Regions from separate parts of the Arabidopsis thaliana genome. Here region 1 is linked to region 2. A link is a contact called in public capture Hi-C data. All regions are on one chromosome and are shown on one strand. The core of a region is the stretch at or near the end of the contact, and the rest is flanking DNA. Distances in the headings are between cores, read along the strand shown.

The links. Capture Hi-C pulls out chosen DNA fragments and counts their contacts.
Region 1: a capture Hi-C map of root shows a contact between it and region 2, with 2.9 times the contacts expected there. A contact is called at or near these places in 1 of 26 Hi-C or Micro-C datasets (seed embryo) and 2 of 3 other capture datasets (root and seedling).

The regions. Positions count from the first base shown.
Region 1 is chr3:8,380,020-8,384,119 of TAIR10.1, forward strand. It overlaps FAO3 (fatty alcohol oxidase 3), which reads left to right and starts at 2,653. Exons shown (of 3, transcript NM_113244.3): 1 at 2,653-3,050; 2 at 3,398-3,670. The coding sequence starts at 2,841.
Region 2 is chr3:8,219,293-8,223,495 of TAIR10.1, forward strand. It overlaps XRCC4 (DNA ligase IV-binding protein), which reads left to right and starts at 1,390. Exons shown (of 6, transcript NM_001161167.1): 1 at 1,390-1,618; 2 at 1,709-1,851; 3 at 1,948-2,076; 4 at 2,245-2,367; 5 at 2,490-2,726. The coding sequence starts at 1,429. The coding sequence ends at 2,699. RLP37 (receptor like protein 37) reads right to left here. Exons shown (of 1, transcript NM_113212.1): 1 at 3,072-4,203. The coding sequence ends at 3,072.

The DNA of each region.
Region 1 (4,100 bases), core at 1,403-3,902, 160 kb after region 2:
TTATATAACAAAAACATGATAATAAAGATAACTTACGCATAAAATATCGGTAGTTTTTAGTATCCGCGTATAGTTTACTTAACTAAAGGAAATATGGTATTATGACTTTTTAACACAAGATTTTAACTGGGCAGAAAGTAACATGAACGGAAAAGGTCTACAAAGTGGGGTTATCTTGAAAATGCCGTATATAACCTGTTATCGCTATTTTACTTTACATTATCGCTTAATTAATTAATGACAACTTGTGACATCTTTAATTGCGTCCAACAACATTTTTTTTGACTTTTAAACAATAAGCTATAATGACATTTTATTTTTAGAAGCTATACTTACACAGTGACACATAATAATTCAACTAAACAACCCACTGTACCCGATTGAATATTTTACAAGCCATGAAGGTTTTAAGAAGATTTTGTTGCTGATGCCTCGGCTAGCTTGAAAATGTTTTATGGATTTTACGCAAACACGTCATTTTGACAGTGTTTTAGAGATTTGTTTTTGTCTACAACTAATATATAATTAAGCTTTGGAGCCATTGAAAATATTTGGTCGATAAATAATAATCACAAAGTGTACCTCAATCATAGAAATGGAATGCTATGGTCCATATAACTTGAAATATTGTAGTCATAAAATTACGATATCACCTAACGGAAAATAGTCTTAACATTTGAACATAACATGTGTTCAGAGAAGTTATAAATAAGTGTTCAGAGAAGTGATTTTTTATTTCTAAGTTATAAATAAGTGTGAAAAAGTAACTTATGACTAAAAAATATTTTGTGAACTTTTTAATATTATTATTTTTGCAAAACAACGCACTATATATGTACCTCGTACACTCTAATTAGCTCATCCACCACGGTAAAATTTATTTATTATTTTGCATTTTTTATTTGGTTAAGCTGAAACATATCATTATCACCAAGCAATTATATATGTACCGATAACCCATGCTGAGGAAATTTTCTAACCAAACCTTTGGGATCAGAATATATATTAGTAAATAATCATACTTTAACTTAGATTACACTAAAAACTAGTTATCGTTTTAGAGTTTTTTTTGTCTGACGAGATCTCGGATGCTTCGATTACACCTGACTTGTTAGATGGGATGCATGACCACATTTTGGCTAACATGGCGTGCAAACGATGACGTGGAGGCAACTGATTGGCTCCACTGATTCCCACAAATTTGTTGCAAAATCAAAAGTAGGGCCAGACTAATTATATTATTTTTTTGTGGATGTCTATAATATGAAATTTGAATCAATACGTAATTTATCGATTCTTTGTCTAATCGATGTCAACTAAATTTAACAAATTATCTGGAAGTCACTCAACATTTTCCTTGATAATGCTAGTTTCTTCGAATCTTAAATGAGGCAACGCATTGTCCATTGAAATTTTAAGCATATAGTGTATATATGTATTTATTTTTCTAGCAAATTCAAAACGGCCTGGGATCGTTTGGTTTGTAATCAATATATGGGTTTTTTTTGGTCAACAATCAATAATTAGTATTTTTGAGAATTCATGAAATACTGGATGAGTAAATGAGATAATTTTTATGGATGATCACTAGCACATGGTTGCTAACCAGTGAAGCACCTAAAAAATCACTGCAAAAAAGTTTGTAATCAATTTCGTTGCAGCTAAGCAACATTTATGACTAATTTGAGTAAATATTAATTGACGATCCCATGAATTTCACCTAATTGACGAGTCCCTAGATTTGTTTTAGAGTAAATTTTACAACTTCATATACTTTACATTATAATTAACAAACTAAAAAACTCGTAAACCAAATAAGACTTTGTCTAATGGTCCAAGCATGACCTCTCCAAAGATATAATATGTTTTGATATATACGTGATAACCGATCAGATGTTGTATATACATATTAATGTGTATTAATTTCTTCATATAATATTTACAAATTTTTGTGAGAAGATATCAAGTACACGTATATCGAATAAGAAAAGCTAGATTGTGTAAAACGTTACGGGGCTTGTGCATTAACTCACAAGTTGGCTATCACAAGTTTCAAATTGTGGTGTTTAGAGCATCGCAGTTGTCAAACAAAAAAAAAAAAAAAAAAAGAAAGAGTATCACACGTGATTGTTTTCCATAACTATGAGAACTTTTCTGACTATTTTCTTCTTTTGTGCCTTTGTTATGTTTCTTCAATCATTACTTAATTATTAATTACTAATCGATTTTCGTTGCCTGTAGTTTTCACATGTTGTAATCTAGAAAACTGAAAAAGACTTTCCCCATAATAGTCTCTGCTAACTACATACTAGTCCCTATATTTTGCAATTTTAAGTGTTTTTAACCACTATCTTAGAGACTCTAAACATGAGGACCCTAAAAAATAACCATCATCTTAAATTGTACGTAAGAAATATATTCAATCTACATCAGATGATACCAATAAAATTCGGCATATAAGTAGAATTTGAAAGAAACAACAACGTGGGTAGATATGCACCATTTACAACAACAAAAAAGAAAAATCAATTTTGGTCCAACTTTTTCATATACATTTAAATTGTCAATTATCATCATAATTAGTAATACGACAAACTGTCGTATAAACTAGAAAAATACATACATCTACTATCTAAAACGACAGATAAAAATACGTAATCATCAAAAAGAGTTAAAAACAAGTTTTGGGGTTCTCTTAGCAATTTTGTTTTATATGTCTATTTTTATGTAACGCGACAGCTGTAACGTTGTGTCTATATATATACTAACAGAGTTTGTGCTTCGAAATCTTAAGAACTTTCCCAGTTTTGTTTTTTAATCATATCAAAGCAAACTGTGTGATGGATAAGTACAAAGTCGCCGGAAAATTTGGTCTCCCGGACATCACGGTGGCAGAGATGGAATCTTTAGCTAGCTTTTGTGAAGCTGTCTTGCCTTCAGTGCAGCCACCGCCGGAAGAGCTTTCCGGTGAAGGTGATAACCATCGGAACAAAGAGGCTCTCCGGTCATTTTACTCAACTTCTGGGTCTAAAACTCCTGTCCTTCGCCAGGTTCACACACTTTTTCTTTATATTCATCAAATGATCTGTTTTTTTAACAAAATGCTAAAGTTTTGACACTTTCAAACAAAAAAACACAAATCAAGAACGTGTGATATTTGAAGATTTGTTTTGATTTGTTCGATTAGTTAAAAGGATTCGTATTGATCGAGTTCCAATAAAATCCTTGTGGTTCTCTTTTGACTTCTATAGACCTTTTAAATGACAAAAATATCTAGCTCTTTTTGTTTTTTTAACGTGAATATTATTAGTCTAGGTTTCGGTCTAAAATTAATTGCGGTTATTAAAAAGACCTTAAGGTTTTGAGTAAAAAGTGAAAGATTTGTTAATGGATGCAGAGCATTGAGCTGGTCACGAAACGAGGGACAATAGAAGCTTATATTGCTACTAGGCTTATATTGTTCTTGCTTGCTACTCGGCTTGGGACGCTTCTCATTTGTGGAACCGAGTGTTTGGTCTCAAGATGGCCTTTTGTCGAGAAATTTAGTGAGCTCTCGTTGGAGAAGAGAGAAAGAGTACTTCAGAAACAATTCAAGAATTGGATTCTGACTCCAATTAGAGCTGCTTTTGTCTACATCAAAGTTGCATTCCTCTTCTGTTTCTTCTCCCGGGTATGTCTCAAATTCTCTCTGTTTTCTCCAAACCTTATCTCAACCACATAGATTATGTTGTTCTGTCCGGATAAAACAGTCTAGTACAAATCCAAATAATCGAAAACAGAATCGCATGGTTTAAATTCATTTACTTTCTATATAATCCAAAAATTGATTACAAATAGAGCCAAAAAAAACTAGAAAACGTATCAGTTTTATTGTTTTCTAAATTAATGATGATCTCTAAGGAAAAAATCATCCAAATTCATATATACTAAAATTAGAAAATCTTAAACCTGAAACCGTACGTAACGTATTCATATGAGATTTGTTTATAACTAAAATTTACTATTTTACTATACATAAACAATTTGATCCCATTATTAAAAACTTTGATCTTAAATGAGTACCAAGCGATTTAACTAGATCATTTTCTGATTTGGTTACA
Region 2 (4,203 bases), core at 140-2,639:
ATGTAGACTAAGTAAAGAAATGAAGTGAGCACAATTGTAATTTTAAATTTAACATGTGAATAAATTGTACAAAAAACATCTATTGATTAATATTCGATAAATTAGTAATCACTATAAATTAATAAAAAAATTTGGTTTCTAGTCAAGTGAATATAATATTTAACATTATTTGATAAAATAAATAAAGTAATAATTTATTCAAAAATCCTATAGAAATATATGGTTTCATTAGTATCATAAACTAAGAATTGTATAAACTTATTAATATCAATATATGTAAGAAAATTTAGTAAAATATGATTTTAGTATTGTTTGGTTTTTTACGCAGAGTTCAATTATATTATTTTACTACATCAATTTTTTTTGTATTGTTTTGCAGAGTTTAGTTATATGAATTGTATCCTCATCCTGTGTGAAAACTCTAGAAATTGTGTAACCACATCCTTCAGCTTTCTCCTCAATTGATCCGTTCAAATTATGTATTAATGATGTAGCTGCTTTAATTGAAGTCCTAACAATCTACACCCCAAATTCTCAATGATATGTTTGGGATTGTAGTTGGGGATGGACGAAGGCCAACCCGCTGCTCCAATCATAGCACTACGAATGGTGGAAATGTCAAGAATAAACCACTCGGGCTCAATATCGTCCACATTCTCATTAAGATAACTTAATAGGTCGTCATCGTCTTTAAGAAACAAGACTCTAGTTATTGATGAGCGACTGTTAATTTATAGAAGTTTTACTTATTTTAATTTTACATTATACATAAAAAAAATCACGTCATTGTATAAAATCCACTAAGGCGCGACCTGAATAAACTTTAGAAAAAATTTCAAATCCGTATAACTGCATTTCGTCTCATTCACAGTTGCATGAACTCTTATCATACGATTGTGCCATGCCATATTAACATCGTTTATCATCCAACAATAGTGGTGGAGTTACTTTCTTATTGAGTTCAATATACTAAAAAGGAAAACACATAATATAATTTTTTCTTTTAAAAGGCATTTTTATTATTATATGTATATTATTAGAAAAAAGTATGATTAAAAAAATTAAAAAGAAATGTAAGTAACAACATTTAACGGATTTTTTATTTATTAAAGATAAGCTTCGGTTAGGATACAAAATACAAAGATTTGCCAAACTAATTTAGATATTCTTCAATCTTTTGATGAGCTTCAAAGTAATAATTACTAATTAATTTACTGAATGAAAACAGTAATTTGTTAATTTTTAATTACTTGTGATAAAAAAATAAAAAAAAATTAATAATTACTTAAATTGTCTATATGTAATGGGAGTTTTTTTTTTTTAACAACTTCTTTTAAGTAAAATCACTAAATATATTTTAAAAAAAACAATACCGAAGCTGACTCAGCATCCACGTAAGCAAAACCAAAACAAATTATAGACATTATTATGATCGGAGTTGACTCAAAATCTTCGTCGACGACTTTTATCGAAACAATGGTTGAATCGGAGAAAACGAAACACACTTGTCTCCGTCTCGAAATCTCCGGCGCCGATCCAATTTTCGTCAAAGGCACTTGGCATAATTCTCGTTTCGATATCTCCGTCACCGATGGTTCCTCCTCTTGGATTTGCAATGGTAAACAAAAAAACCCTAAATTCACACTATCACTTAGCCTCTAGCGTTTTTCGAATCTGATTTTTATTTTGGTTTTGCTCGAAATTGAAGCGACGGAGGAGGAAGTGGCGGAGAGAGCAGCACAATGGGACCAGCCTGTGTCAGAGTATTTAAAGCTCGCCGAGCAATACTTAGGGTTTCAACAACCTAATTCGGTCTATAGTTTCTCCGATGCTCTAGAGGGATCTAAACGGGTCAGTGATCTTCTTATTGGATCATTCGTTAGTGTTTTGAAGTAAGCCTGAGATTTTTGGATGTTGTTGTTGTCTTTGATTGTGTTTTGGTTAAAGCTCTCTTGGACGTTTGAGAAGGAAGGGACTAAACTTGAGTGGAGGTGGAAATGTAAACCATCAGATGATAGCAAGAAGATCACTGTTGGGATCTTGGATTTTCTTATGGAGGCTAACATAAGGCTAAGTGTATGACTCTTATACTGTACGTTCTGAATTGTGAGGATTTGTTGTGATGTTTGAGAATGATGATGAATTAGAGCTTAAGTTCTTTGATCTATGCTTTGTTAGAAATGGCAATTTGATTTGTGTTTGGAAGATATGTGTCAATCTCTCAATACTTTAGTGTTTACACAGGAAGAAGTGGTGAACAAGACGAGATCTTTTGAGAAGATGAGAAGTGAAGCTGAGAGATGTCTAGCGCAAGGTGAAAAACTCTGTGACGAAAAAACAGAGTTTGAGAGTGCAACTTATGCAAAGGTATGAATTATTCGATCACCTTGGTTACTCTGCTTAATATCCACATCGTGGTTTGTTCTTGCTTAAACTAGAGTCATTGGTTTTTATGATCTGTTAGTTACTTCTTTTTTTTGTCAATGCAGTTTCTTTCTGTTTTAAATGCAAAGAAGGCAAAACTGAGAGCACTAAGGGACAAAGAAGATTCAGTGAGAGTAGTTGAGGAGGAAGAGTCGACAGACAAAGCTGAAAGCTTTGAGAGTGGAAGAAGTGATGATGAGAAGAGCGAGGAAGAAGCCTCAAAAAAGGCAACAAGCAGCAAAGCCCGTGGCGGGAAGAGAGCTGCACGAAGCTAAGAGATTGCCCTGCCGTGAGATTTTCAGGTCAGAGTTTCCATTCCAAGTTTTGTCAAACTCATAGCTAGGAAAATTGTTTGTCAAACCTTCTTTGGTTTAAAAAAATAATTTACAATTTGTATTACTTCTGAAAGTAAATGCAATAACTTAGAGATGGCATGATTGATTGTTAGAAAGCTTCAAGCCCCAAATTGTGATAACTAAGAAACATAGACCATCACACGAACCATATTTTATTACCAAATGGTGAGAAAATATTACAAACATAAAATTACAAAGCAAAAGAAAAAAAATCACAAAGACAAACACATGACGAGGTAGTTTCTCGACAACAACTTAGATGAATTTTTAGAGGAACTGTGAGAGATAGTGTTAAGAAGTACCTATGGTGGTTTTGCGCTTGTTTCGACAAAATTTCGCCATAAGCCACTTGTGCTTGTATGAAGTGAAAATATGTCCAATCACTAATCCACAAAACACACCAGGTCCAAATGCTATTGCAGCTGCTATCCAGTTCAGAACTGTCTCTTCCGGTTCCAACAAAGGTTCCTCGGGGTGCAGCGATGTAGGTATGGGGACATGGGTTTCTCCACAAATTTGATCGAGTCCATAGAGTCTGGGATTACCCATGAATGAAGAACAATTTTGACTTCCAAACTGTGTGCTTTGTGGCACCAATCCCTCTAGATGGTTGTGGGAGAAGTTGATGTTGGAGAGAAACGAGAGTTTCCCGAGACCTCGAGGAATTTCACCTGACAAGTTGTTTCGCGATAGGTCTAGCGTCTCGAGCTTTGTAATACTAGCCAAAGATGGTGGGATGTTTCCTGTGAATGCATTGCCTGACAAGTTGAGATGAAGCAATTCGCTCAATAGACCAATGGATCTAGGGATATGTCCAGAGAATCGGTTTCCAGAAAAATCTATGACTTTAAAGCCTCCAAAGATTTGTTCGAAATCTGTGTCTACTCCTTTATACACCAAATCAATTGAATCTTGATGATTATCATCTCCCATGTAGTTTGACCCTGGTATAGCTATATTTCTTTTGTAATCAAGTGTGAGCATAGGTCGTTGCCATACCGATGACATTTCAGTCCAGTTGGCAAAATAGTCTTGTGGCAATGATCCAACGAAGTTGTTATTCGATATGTCCATGATCCGCATGCTTGGAAAGCCTAAGTAGGCAGAGGCCTTATAGACTGGACCATAGAATGTATTTGATCGGAGCACAAGAACCGTTAGGTATTGTAGAGATCCCAACCAGACTGGAAACGTGTCTTTGATCTTGTTTCCTCTCACATTAAGATATTCCATCCACTCACAGTTGATGAAAGATTCTGGAAGTTTCCCCACCAAATTGTTGAGGCTGACATCAAGTGATCCCAACATTGAGCCATCCATGCAGAAGTCTGGCATAAATCCACTTAGACTGTTGTTTCGCAGATTTAACATGTAGAAATCAGTGGAATTCTTCAAACATTGTGGAATTGAGCCATTAAGATGG